Linked DNA regions of Mus musculus: region 1 is linked to region 2. A link is a contact called in public Hi-C data. All regions are on one chromosome and are shown on one strand. Each heading gives the region's core, a stretch centred on a gene start, on an enhancer-like site or on the middle of the called end of the contact. The rest is flanking DNA. Distances are from core to core; before and after follow the strand shown.

Region 1 (2,700 bases), core at 90-2,589, 81 kb before region 2:
TATACTCCACCTACATAGAAGTGAAGATCTCTTCAATGACTAAATGCACCAGGGGCCACTTCCCAATTGTAATTGCTTAATAAACTACACTGTAACCCTAAAGTCAGTGTTGGCCACCTAAAAGCTGTGGGTATTCATTCTAAGGCCACACATCCAGTGTATTGGATATTCAGTTTAGAATAAAGTAATGCAAGGAGTAGAAATGAAATTATTGGTATAAGTCTTTCGTCCAACTTAAAAAGAATTGGCCAGGTATAGTTACATTCACTTATAATACCGGGAAGACTAAGGCACAAATATCCCAAATTTAAGTCCTGTCTAGACTATAGGGAGATTTTAAGCCCAACCTAGGGATCTTAGAAAGATCCTATCTTTAAATACAAATAACAATATAGTTCCCTAGGCAGTAGGGGTACACACCATTAATTCCAGATTTCTGAGTTCGAGGCCAGTTTGGTCTACAGAGAAAGTTCAGGGAGAGCCAGGACGGCACAAAGAAATGCCCCTGAAAAACCACAATAATTTAAAAAGTGTAGCTCAGTAGAGAGTGAGAGCCTACAAGTACCCAGACCCGGTCTCCCAGGCTGAGTACAACGTGGAATTTCTGATCAACCTGTGCCTCCCAAGTGCTGCTAGGCTTAGAGGCATGTTCCACCACACTGTGCTCATGTAACATGCAATCCAGGGTGTCATGTATGACAGGCAAGCAATCTATCTGCTGAGCTGCCTCCCCAGGCCTGACTCAAGATGTTGACACCCAACAACTTAAGGCTAGTCAAAAACAGAAATCCCTAAAACATCCCACCACAGAGGGACTTTTTGTTTTTTGTTTTATTTTTATTTTTTTAATTGTATGTGTAGAGGCTCAATTTAATGTTTTACAAAGTAACTAATCTAGTTAATTACACTCTTTTCTGTCCCCTTTCTATTTAGCACTACAAAACACATGTATGCTATAAGCCTAGGCACTGTGGGCCTGTAGTGCTCAGACAGCGCAAATAGACCAAAAGCCCGGGGCGGGGGAGAGACTTATAGGGAGAACTTTCTGGAGCATCTGGCCTGTTGATCATTAAAGCTCTGCTCTCAGACACAAGAAAGTGAGTTCATGTCAGACTACCCGTTCCCCATTCCAAATTTTAATTTGCCATTTACTCTTTGTACTGTCTGTCAACGTGCTGAATGTTACCTTAAATGGAAGGCTGAATGCATCTACGCCTTTCCAAAGAACCTGGGATTTGAAACAATGAAAAGCCGGTTTCCCTCTACCCTAGAACCTCCCCGGCCTGAGGAAGGCAAAGGAGCAAATGACTGCTGTCCAAAGGCATCTGCAATGCAGATGCTCTCTCTCTTGGGAGTCAGGCAATCTTGGCTGCCCCGCCCGCCCGTCCCGGCTCACCAGTGCCTCGTGGCGCAGCCTCCAGGATGGCAGGTGTTTCATTACTGAGAAATCACTGAACTCCAAGAGTTTTAGCGAGCAGATAAGGCAGTGTTCCTGCTTACTTGGACACTTAGTTCCGGGTTCCTCGGCGGAGGGACGTGAGAACATACATACCCTTTAAAAATCACAGTTTGAAGGATAGAGCCGTGAGGAGTGAATATTGAGTTTATACACTTTTTGTTTGTTTGTTTTTGTTTTTCGAGACAGGGTTTCTCTGTGTAGCCCTGGCTGTCCTGGAACTAACTCTCTCTCTCTCTCTCTCTCTCTCTCTCCTTTCTTTCTTTCTTTTTTTTTCTTGGGAACTCTCTATGTAGACCAGGATGGCCTCAGACTCAGAATTCTGTCTGCCTCCCAAGTGCTGGGACTAAAAATGTGGGCTACCACTGCTAGGTCGACTTTTTTTTAATCTTTTGCTTACGTTCATTTTTCTTCTCTTTTTGTTTGGTAGTATTAGAAATTAAACCTGGTGGGTTTGATTTATTTGCAAGCATATTTTTTAAATAAAGTTTAAAAAATTTTAAAGTGTATTTTTTTAAGATTTATTTATTACATATAAGTACACTGTAGCTCTCTTCAGACACACCAGAAGAGGGCATCAAATCCCATTGCTAGCCACCATGTGGTTGCTGGGAATTGAACTCAGGACCTCTGGAAGAACAGTCAGTGCTCTTAACCGCTGAGCCATCTTTCCAGCCCTTTTATGTTTGTTTGTTTGTTTTGTTGTTGTTTTTTCTGTTTTTTGTTTGTTTTTGGTTTTTTGAGACAGGGTTTCTCTGTATGGCTGTCCTGGAACTCTGTAGACCAGGCTGGCCTCGAACTCAGAAATCCACCTGCCTCTGCCTCCCAAGTGCTGGGATTAAAGGTGTGCACTACCACGCCCGGCTTAAGTGTATTTTTTAAAAAGGAATCAAGCCCATACCTTCCACATAGTAGACAAGCATTCCACTACTGAACTACACTCCCAATCCAGTGACTTTAATTAATTAATTAATTAATTAGCTAATTAATGATGCTAAAGATCAAATCTAGAATCTCCAGCTTTCTGGGCAAGGATTCTATCACTAAACTGCACCCCAGCCCTATTCTTAGGGAACCCATAACCAGATGAGAAAGTTTCAGTTGTGTTTCTTGACCCATCAAACATACATGGACTGAGGATGAAGATGTCCTTTATGGAGTGCTAATGATAGTACAAAGACAAAAAGCCACTGCCACGGGTCAGGTGTGTACAGGGCACACATCTGTAATTTCAGTACCGGGAG
Region 2 (2,700 bases), core at 200-2,699:
AGAGGGAGGAGGGAAGAGGGGGAGAGGGAAATCTGACACAGGATAGAGATACTTAGCTTAGGTTAGCCTTAAACTCTCAGTGATCCTCCTGCCTCAGCCCCCGCAGCCCCAGCACAGGAGCATGCCCAGCATAGCCCACCTGCTGCCGTGCTGAGAAACCACAGCTGCAGTATAGAGGGGCAGACGGGCAGGGAACTGCCGAAGCTTGTAGAAAAGCCATGACCCTGTCAGCCTGCCACTGTGACCCCACGGGCAGAGAGGTCTCCAAAGCAGACTCATCACACTTGAACCAAGACCTAGACATTTCAGTAGGTTCTGCTCTGTTTCTCCTCTGGGGGACAGCTGGGGGGCAGAATTTCTTCTGATGGGATTATCTGTATTATGTAAACTAAAAAGCAACTTGGTCTGCTTCGTAAAGGAATGGAAAGACTCTCTGGAAAATTCCATTTCTATGGCGTCTCTGTACCCCCTCCCCTGATAAGATCTCAGCTGGGGTGGAGGCAGGTAGGGAGTAGGAAGGACGTCACCCCACCCCACCCTCCTAACAAAAGACCTCAACTCATTTTGTCCCTATGTGATTCTTAGTTATCTGTTATATGCCACGCCCTGATAAAGGCCATGCATGACCCCCTCTGGTCCTCCACTCAATGACACTCCAGAGATTCCGCTCAGGGGTCAACCTGATGCATCAGGTTTATGGCTCAGCCCTATCACTCCTTTTCATCTCTGTGGGTCTGTGGTATGTTATCTTGAAGGTTTTCGATCAGAGAGCAGGGAGTCAGGGGAGGGTGGGGAGGGAGGAAAGAAGGCCGAGAATGAGGGGACAGTGTGGGGTGGGGGCTAGGGCAGAGGGGGCATCTGCCAGGAACATGTCCTCAACAAAGATGGTCTCTTTCCTCCAAGAGCCAGGTGCTGCTCCATGGGGGTGATAACAAAAAGCCAGTTTCATAAAGGTGTGTGCTTAACACTGTCCCACCAGGCATCTCCGTCTTCACTTATTACCCTGCCCTGCTCAGACAGCCTGGACGGTTAGACCCCAGAGGCTTTGACTTGTGCTCCATACAGTGTTCCATAAAGCAGCACCTTTAAACTTGCACACTCCCAGGCATGTGGGCCGGCAAGGTAAACGGTCCCCATGTCATCCTCCGTCCAGGTGGCATAGCTGTCCACACGGAGCCTAAGCCATAGCTCCCTTCTTCAAGAAGTCAGATGGCTGAGGAAAGTAATATAGTTTGTACCTTAGGACCCTTCTTATTCTGCCAAGTACCAGGCCAGGAAGAGCCAAACCTGCCCAGGAACCTCTAGAATGGGCAGTTGTTGGGGTCTCTTGGTTTTGTTTGTTTGGTTGGTTTGGTTTTGGTTTTTTGTTTTTTACCAATACAGAGCATGGTTTGTAAAGGAGCAGCCTCCTTCATCCCCCTGAGGGAAGGCAGGCTGGATGGGACTCAACAGACCCCTGGGGGCCAGGAGCAGTACCACAGTGCGGCTAGGTGTTTATTGGAGGTTACACAAGTCCCTAACACCCACGGGCTTTCCATGCACACCTTTGGCTTGGGCTGAATCCCAATCATAAAAATATAACAATTAAAAATAGAAAAACAAATACAGCTAATACCACTCTTCTAAAAATACAAGCAGATCTTTTGGTGTTCTCTCTCTCTCTCTCTCCCCACCCCCACCCCTGTGTATGTGTGTGTGTGTGTGTGCGCGCGCGCGCGCGCACACACACGCACACACGCACACATACTCCTGTGATTGCTTCACTTACAATGTGGAGAACAGCACTGCCCAACTCAAGGGGCTGGACCAGCAAACAACTCCCTTGTTAAATGGACAGATAAGCAAAGGAAAGGAACCCAGGTATTTGACCACTGAACTACACTCCTTTGTCCTTACTGTAATTTTTTAATCAAAGATTTGTTCTGTTTTCTGAGTTAGTCTCTTGTGAGCTGACATTTGAAATCCTCCCAGCCTCTTCCTCTTCATTGCTGAAATAGGTGTGGTCCACCACAGCTGGCTATATTAAAAGAATTTTGAGGGCATAATGATAACAGGCACCTAGGCAGCTGAGGCAGGATGATCACCACAAGTCTGAGGTTAGCATGTTTTAGGCCACCAAGGGACTACATAGTGAGACACTGTCTACACACACACACACACACACACACACACACACACACACGAGACAGCCCTCTGTAAGGGTGCTTACTGCTATTCTTCCAGGAGACCTGAAATTGGTTCCCAGCATCCACACTGGATGCTGACAGCAGCCTGTAATTCTACTTCCAGGGATTCCATCCTCTGGCACCCACACACCCGTTGTATACAGTCACACATACACATAAAGTAAAATCTAAAAATAAAATTAAAAAAGACAAGGTTTTTTTTGACACAGTTTTAAAAAAAAGATTCTAACATGTCTCTTACAGAGTCAAGCAGGACCTAGCAATGTATTAGATAGTGTGTATTTATTTAATAAACTCTGTTGCCATAGTCTAGAAGCTAGAATGTATCTAGTCCTTGAAGCACGTGTGGGTTGCTTTCTTGCCTCCCCATTTTACAGAAGACGACTTAGGATGCTGAGATGTGAAGAAGCTCTGCCAATGAACCCACGTTTCAGAACATGGCTCCCACCCTGTGCCCAACCCATCTTCTTCCCTTTGCTAAGAAATATGGTGACCCATGGTCAAAGCTTGGAGA

Evidence for each region. Hi-C and Micro-C count contacts between places; a contact is called where the count stands out from the background.
Region 1: a contact with region 2 is called in a Hi-C map of trophectoderm, with 2.4 times the contacts expected there. The contact joins two enhancer-like sites. A contact is called at or near these places in 16 of 484 Hi-C or Micro-C datasets (8-cell embryo, colon epithelium, embryonic stem cells and 6 more) and 7 of 115 datasets of contacts at active chromatin or transcription factors (CD8 T cells, bone marrow-derived dendritic cells, embryonic stem cells and 1 more).

The regions. Positions count from the first base shown.
Region 1 is chr3:9,157,935-9,160,634 of GRCm38.p6, reverse strand. All of the region lies in intron 2 of Gm41996 (a long non-coding RNA gene), which reads left to right. Among named protein-coding and RNA genes, the nearest start is that of Gm41996, 15 kb to the left of the region's middle. Within about 2 kb of position 1,339, at least 10 of the 459 cell types and tissues checked have an H3K27ac peak or open chromatin away from gene starts, as enhancers often do. A contact at or near this core is called in trophectoderm, where this site is marked.
Region 2 is chr3:9,077,175-9,079,874 of GRCm38.p6, reverse strand. No RefSeq gene overlaps it. Among named protein-coding and RNA genes, the nearest start is that of 4930539M17Rik, 17 kb to the right of the region's middle. Within about 2 kb of position 1,449, at least 6 of the 459 cell types and tissues checked have an H3K27ac peak or open chromatin away from gene starts, as enhancers often do. A contact at or near this core is called in trophectoderm, where this site is marked.